Linked DNA regions of Mus musculus: region 2 is linked to region 1. The links are chromatin contacts, called in public HiChIP or PLAC-seq maps. All regions are on one chromosome and are shown on one strand. The core of a region is the stretch at or near the end of the contact, and the rest is flanking DNA. Distances in the headings are between cores, read along the strand shown.

Region 1 (3,625 bases), core at 641-3,140:
TTAACTTTCAGATTTGTGAGATTTGTTCATCTAAGGCCAAAGAAATTACCTTGCCCTTAGTTCAAATTACATACTTATGTAAGAGATAAGGAAAATAAAGGATAGTTAGCATGAGAGGTCAGGATGTAAGACCCAAGTTCAATACCTGGGACCAACATGGTAGAAAAGGGGAACTGACTCCACAAGTTGTCCTCTGACCACCTCGTGCACACTGTGGCACAGTGGGAGGTTGGGAGGGGGTTTATGTGTGTGTGTCTGTCTACAAATATACACACAAGGGGAAGGAAGAAAAGAATCATTTGAGGTTAATCCAAATCAGATGACTATATCCATTTCTTCCCGATAGATCTCACAATGTAGACAGGCTTGCTTCAGTACAGTATTTACACCTTAGAAACCACTACAAACCACGGTTTCGCTTGCTCCAGGGCAGGTGGTCATCATTTACACACAGTCCGTGTTACTACTGCACAAAGTCTGCCATGAAGACGGCACTAAATGAAAATGTCCTTTGATATTTTCTTCTAGCTCCAGAGCATTCTTTTACCATCAGTAGATGATAGTCTAAACACTGTGAGATGGGGGCTGGAGAGATGGCTCAGGGGTACATAGCACAAACTGTTCTTCCAGAGGACCCTGCTTCAATTCCTAGCATCCACAGGGTAGCCCACAACAATCCCTAACTTCAGTCCTAAGGGATACAAATGCCAACTTCTGGCCTTTCAGGGCACTAGGCACTCAAGTGACACTTAGACAAACCCACACAGGCAAAACACCCTTACACATAAAATACTTAAAAATTTTTTTAAGCCTAAGATGTAAAAACTTATTTTATAGTTCTCAGAATTACAGAAGGGTGGTAATATGTCTTTAATCCCAGTACTCAAGAGACAGATCTCTGTCCAGGGCAGCCTGGTCTAAATAGCGAGTTCTAGTCCAGTGGGATAATGCAGAGAGACTCCAGTCTTGGAAAAAGAAAGAAAGGGAGAAAAAGTCATTGAATAAGAAGAAAACCTTTATGTCTTTCAATCCAGCTGTTGTATCATTTTTCTAGAATACCAACCAGAGATGATTATGTCCAAAAATTCCTACTTTCTCTGCATTAAAAGTAAATTGCAAGGCTGGGCATGGTGGCACATACCTTTAATTCCAATACTAGGGGAGACAGCGGCAGGTGGTTCTAAGTTCAAAGCCAGCCTGGTTTACCCATGGGGTTCCAGAATAGCCAGGACTACATAGAACCTGTCTCGAAAACAAAAACTAAAAGGAAATTACAAGAGCCTATTACAGGAATGTTCGTTCGCCTTTCACGCCAGCTGCACCACAGTAGAGTCAGAAGGTTTTCTGTAGGAACCCTGCTCTGAAAAGATCAACTCTGCCTTAACAGCTTCAACATTTCTAAAGTAAAATAGTTCTCTTGTTATGCAGATTACGGCGTAATCGCTGAAGAATAATCACGTTTGTTTGTTGGAGGCACCCGCTTAAGTATCTGCACAAGCCCAGTCTCCAAACCAAGGAGTATTTCCAAATACAAAAGAACTACTGGACTGCCTCTGGCTCAGCTGCCTCCTGAGGAGGGCAGGGCATGCCCTCTTTCCAGCCCACAGTCAGGCAAAGTCTCCATTAGAGCACTCCTGAGGTGTGGGCTACAGAGGTCAGAGTCCCCCAGTCCTTCCCCAACAAGTTTATTTCAAAAGTGAAGTCCCTTCTTTAGAACTCAGAATATAATTCCCCGTAACAAAGGTCAATGTAAACTGACGCTGGCATGTATCTGGCATGCACTTTCTCAATCTGAGATATTAATCCTCACCCACATCACTCTCTCTGCTAGAAAACCAATGTACTCAGAGTTCTGAACTGAGACACTAATGCCTCCCTCTATCACTGGAACCTCTATGCAAATGAAGCCCTTCTCTTTCAGATGGGAAGACAAAGGAAGAAAGATCAGAGCTATGTAATACATGGCACAGGGAGAAAAGGTCAGGGGGCAAATGACTTGAAAAGGGGAAGACCGATCTGCGTACAAAAATAACTGTGGCACTTGCATGACTTGGTAGTGGCATGCCTTGGATCCCAATATGTGGGAAGTGAAGGCAGCAGGAGTTCAAGGTCATCTTCAAGAGCAGTCTGGGCTACACGAGACCCTGTCTCAAAAAGGAGGGTAGGGTATACAGGGCTGGGAAGATGCTCAGTCTGGAAACAAGAAGACCAGATCCCTAGGCACCCTCAGAAAAGCATCTGACTCACCTCTGATTCCAGTACAGAGGAAGACAAGCTTATCTTTGTTTGGGAGGAAAATGAATTCTGGGGAGAAGCTGATAGATAAGCCTTGTATAAAGAGTAGCTCCAAGCTAGGTGTGCTGGTGCAAGCCTCTAACCCCAGCTCTGAGGAGACAAGACACAAGAATGTTTCAGTGAGTTTGACACCAGCCTGGAATCACACCAGGTTCTAGGTTAATCTGGCCTACATAGCAGAATTGTCAAGGAAAGAAAGGGAGGGGGGAAGGGGAAGGGGAAGGGAGGGGAAGGAGAGGAGGGAGGGGAGGGAAGGAAGGAAGGAAGAAAGGAAGGAAGGAAGGAGAAGAGAGAGAGAGAGAGAGAGAGAGAGAGAACAAGAGAGAGAAAACGAACCCCAGTGTGGTGGCATATATATTTAATCTTTGCAATGCCCATAAATTCAAAGCTTTAAAAGCAGGAAGAGGCAGGGAGGGAGAGAGGGAGGGAGGAGAGAGACAGACAGACAGACACAGACACAGACCCAAAACAGTATTGCCCTGGTAGCAAAAAGCAGAAGACTGGAAGGAAGCAAACAAGGCACAGAGAGTCCTCCACTGTGAGGCTGCTACAACAGGAGCATGAAGAAGAGTACAGACTGTGGAATAAATGCTTGCCTGTGGCTACCTGCATTCATTCAAGCCCTGGATTCCATAAGGGTGGAGAGAAAGACCCAACTTCACAATGTTGTTCTCTGTCCTTTTGCTATAGGGGCACGCGCACCACCGACCCCACAAATAATTTTTTAAAATTACTCAATATAAACCAAGTATACTTCCATATAAAATTGAAGTTTTAGAGTGCAAACTTTCAAAGTTGGGAAACACAAGGCCAAGCACAGTGGTACACATATTTAATCTCAGCACTTGAGAGGCAGAGGCAGGCATATCTCTGAGTTTAAGGCCATCTGGGTCTACACAGTGAGTTCCAGGACATCCAAGGCTATTCAGAGAGATCACGCCTCAACAGCCCACCCCCTATAACTGATTGGAAAACACAGTATTTAAGTCAATCAGCATCATTATAAAATAAAAAAAGCCTAAGTGTTTATTGTTTATAAATTTTTTATTGTTTATTTTTTTATTGTTACAAATCAGTGTTGGTCCATGAAGCATCCACAGCTACCCCACCACTGCCCTTATTTCCAATAATTCAGCTACCATTCTAAACACCTGTGGCCTGTTTGTCTCATCTAAGCCCCAATGCTGTCTCATAAGGACACCAATACATTTTACAAATTAAGTTAAAATTAAAAGCCTTACCTCCAGACCCCTGGAGAGTGGTCGGAGAATCAAGTCTGACTTGGCTGGTCCTGTTTTTGCACACACTCCCAGACTTTATACTTACACTG
Region 2 (3,650 bases), core at 93-2,592, 250 kb after region 1:
AAATACAGTAAGTGGACGCCAGCTAACCAACTGTGGCCAGGGCACAGGGATGGACTTTGCTTTGGAGAAGAGACAAGAGTAGTTTGTAATTGACATTTCAAAGAAGCCTAAGAAACAGGCCAGCCTTTGTTTAAATCATAATTACCCAGTTTGTATGTAAAAGGATACTTCTATAGAAAGCTTTTCAAAACAACTGGTTCTTTTAAATAGATAATTATTCCCCTTCTTATCTTGTTTATACTATGCAGAACTTCAGTGAACTCTTTTTTCCCCCCACAAAGGTTAACTTCTGCTAGCCCTTCCTCAAATTGTCACAGATTCCCAATTAGTGAATTCTAAACAGGGTTTCCCTGCAACAATATCCCAAGGACTTGTCTGATGTGTTCTTTATTGCATTGAATAATGTCTGACAGGTTTCCAAGCACCAGGCCACCTGGATATTCTCTCTGTCAGGAACATGTGGTCTGAGAGCTGATGGCGGCTGAAGGGGAAATAAATGAGCCACAAACCTTCCAAAGTGACCAAGGAAGAGCAAGAAGGAAAATGTGTTACTTGTGAGCTAAATGTTCAGTTCTCAGCACTTTTGGGTGTAAGGATGCGCTTAGCTTAACAGCCCTAGACAGGGACAAAGAGTATGAAACCTTTTATGTAGAGCAGAAGATTGTTAGGGCCCAGAGAAGCTGCTCAGAGGGAGATGTCTTGTAAATTAATCCTCCTTGTGCTTTTTGATCAACACCCCCACCCCCCACCCCCCCCAACTCCGGAAGCTCTCGACACTGAACGTTCCATCTAGGAAATTTCTTAGTACTCAAAAATCAGTGCATGAAATGCTTTTTTTTTTCTTTTTTCTTTTTTTTGTAATAAAAAGGTTTAATCCCAATAGTACTATTTTCCAGTTTTTATCTGTTAACTTCTGAGTTCACTTCCTTCGCAGGCAGACCTTAACATGGCCTGATTACAGGGGCCTGCAGTTTGTAACGGTCTTTATTAGTGTCCTCTGACACCTTAAACTTTCTTATGTTCAAAATCTTGATTTAGCAGTGAAAATGCCAGGCAGGGAGCCAGCTCTGTTACTAATTAAAATAAATCAAAAGCGGGGAGAGGGGAGATAAAAACCAGGTTCCGGTGGGCGGATCTACCGGATTTGGTAAGGCAGAGTGGCGGGTCTGAGAGTGAAACGAGAGACAAAGTGCCTGGAGAAATGGCTGCCAGGGCCCGGGCCCTCGCGTCTTTCCGCTGATTGCGGGCTTTAGAATCAGACAGAGTCCGGGTAGCCCCTGCTGATTGCCTCCCTTTCTTCCGTCCTAGCAGATCCTCCTTCTGCCCATTGTACACTCTCACTGACACAGGGCCTTGATTGCTCTGAGCCAATCATGGCAGCAGCAGTCCCCCTGTGGAGTGATTCGAGCAGGCAGGGGGTGTCATTTCATTCCAGGGAGAAGTTTGCTGGTGAGGGCATTCTTAAAAGTTTCTTGGCTCTGAAAACAGACAGGCAGGGAGAGGAAATGGCCTCTCTCCTTTCTCCAAGTCTTCGGGGGATGGCAACACGTGTCCAGGAAGGCTCGGGTTGGAAATATGGAAAGCAAAGGATCCTGATCTGACAAGAGCTGGAGCAGTAGCTTGCATTTCTTGTGTGTGTGTGTGTGTGTGTGTGTGTGTGTGTGTGTGTTTTAGCTCACACTTGCCTGGAATTCACCATTTCACCATCTGCCTGCCTCTCAGCCCCCTGTACTGTACTGGGATTGCAGGAGTATGCCACTGTTTTTGGCACCTGCATTTGGATGGCTTGCAGGCAAGGTAATTTCTTATTTTTTTTAAGACTTGTTCTTTCTGGGTAGCCCTAACTGGCCTGAAATTCTCCATGTGAACCAGCCTGGCCTCAAACTCACAGAGATCCGCTCATGCAGTGCTGAGATTAAAGGCATACCCCACCAACATATTTATTTTTAAAAAAATTACCCTGACTGGGTGTGGTAGTGCACACTTTTAATCCTACCACCTGGGGAGGCAGAGGCAGGTTGATAGAAATTCCAGGCCAGCATGGTCTTCATTTGGAATTCCAGGCCAATTAAGTCTATAAAGTGAGGCTTAGTCTGAACAAACAAACAAACCCCTAAATTATGCCTATTTGTATAGGTTTTTGTTTTGTTTTGTTGTTACTTTTTTTTTTTTTTTTAAAGACAGGTTCTTATGTAGCCTTAAGGCTTATCTCAAAGTTGCCTGTGGCTGAGACTTTGTATAAAATGACTCTGACCTTTCATTCTCCTTGCTCTCTCCCTCCTGTGGGCCATCGGGATTCACCACCACACCCAGTCTATAGTGCTGGAACTGGAGACCAGAGGGAGACCCTCTGCCAACCAAGAGAAGTCATCAGCTCCAGGGACAGTAACTTTTTTTTTTTTTTTTAGAATTCACAGGGAGTTTTCCTGTTTCTTGTGGTTGGATCTTCCTCTGTGATCTCTAGAGCAGGGTCTTTTGCCTAGGATGTGCTCTGTAATGCTAAAGTTGCTAAAGATAGAAGTGTAACTAAACCGTTGCCTTCCCACATCCATGGATGGGTGCGGTGGGTGCAGAAGCCCGTCATACCCAAAGGACATGGCATTCCACTGTAGCCTGCACACTCCAGAGCGTTCACAAAGCAAGTCTGGAAATGTCAGAGATGAATGCCCCTCCCCCCAGTATCTCCTGACTAACCTGTGTGTGTGGCATCTGATGAAATGAGTGACTGCCTCCTGAGAGCCAGAGAGAGTGGGGAACTGTCATTGTGAGTGCTTTGGTTTTTCAGGGCTATTGGCCTCCTTTCTACCCACTCCCAGTCACTTTGCCTTGACCAGGCAGGTATTGGCTACGGTAGATTTTTTTTCCCAACTCAAGTCCTTGCCTGAGAAACTGGACTCGGGTCCAAGACAGATATCAGTTTCCCAGGGGAACTGGACTCACAGCAGGTCTTCCAGGTCCAAAGTGCCCTCCAGGTAGATTAGGGGCCAGGGGAAACTGGTTGTTAGGGAAACAGAGAAGGTAGGGTGAAGAGTTCTGAGGATCCCCAAACTACCCCCTACCCCCAGTTCCAGCTCCTTTCCAAGGCCTCTCTTTCACCCACTCATCAATAACGTTGTGCCTCCCCGGCAGGATCTCGTGATAACTTTGTCCTTCTACTCATGCTCAAGTGGGTCACTGTCACTAGAAACCAAAAGAATCCACACACCCGAGGTGTGCTGGAATGCTTGACAGCGCTCAGAGTGTTAGCCTGACTGTGTAGCACTTTGGTTTTTCCGGTGTAGATACCCGAACTGTTGCTGATCTCACAGCTGCCAAGATGCTATTGCTGAGTGGGAGTTGAGACAGGATGAGAATATTGGCTCTGGCACATCCCCCGGTAAAATGAATACAGCATACAATATGCTGCTCAACTCCATAAGAGGTTCAAGGACACATGCTGATAGCTTCTCAGGAATTCCAGGATACAAATCTTTTTAATTAGTTTCAAATGTGCAGTATCACAGGGCTCAGGGAGGAGAGGATGTAGGATCGAGCTTTTAAATCTTATTGGGGAAAAAAAACCACCCCACCTTCTAGTATAATGCTTTTATGTGCACTGGGAATTGGAGGCAGGGGAAGGGTTCATACTGAGGGCAGAAAAGAAGCTGGAA

The links. HiChIP or PLAC-seq counts read pairs in DNA pulled down with a chosen protein or histone mark.
Region 2: an H3K27ac HiChIP or PLAC-seq map of embryonic stem cells shows a contact between it and region 1, with 5 read pairs. The contact joins two enhancer-like sites. A contact is called at or near these places in 1 of 484 Hi-C or Micro-C datasets (cerebral cortex), 1 of 115 datasets of contacts at active chromatin or transcription factors (embryonic stem cells) and 1 of 9 other capture datasets (adipose tissue).

What each region holds. Positions count from the first base shown.
Region 1 is chr6:30,271,126-30,274,750 of GRCm38.p6, forward strand. The region is part of intron 1 of Ube2h (ubiquitin-conjugating enzyme E2H); the gene reads right to left. Among named protein-coding and RNA genes, the nearest start is that of Ube2h, 32 kb to the right of the region's middle. Within about 2 kb of position 1,891, at least 17 of the 459 cell types and tissues checked have an H3K27ac peak or open chromatin away from gene starts, as enhancers often do. A contact at or near this core is called in embryonic stem cells, where this site is marked.
Region 2 is chr6:30,525,674-30,529,323 of GRCm38.p6, forward strand. No RefSeq gene overlaps it. Among named protein-coding and RNA genes, the nearest start is that of Cpa2, 14 kb to the right of the region's middle. Within about 2 kb of position 1,343, at least 80 of the 459 cell types and tissues checked have an H3K27ac peak or open chromatin away from gene starts, as enhancers often do. A contact at or near this core is called in embryonic stem cells, where this site is marked.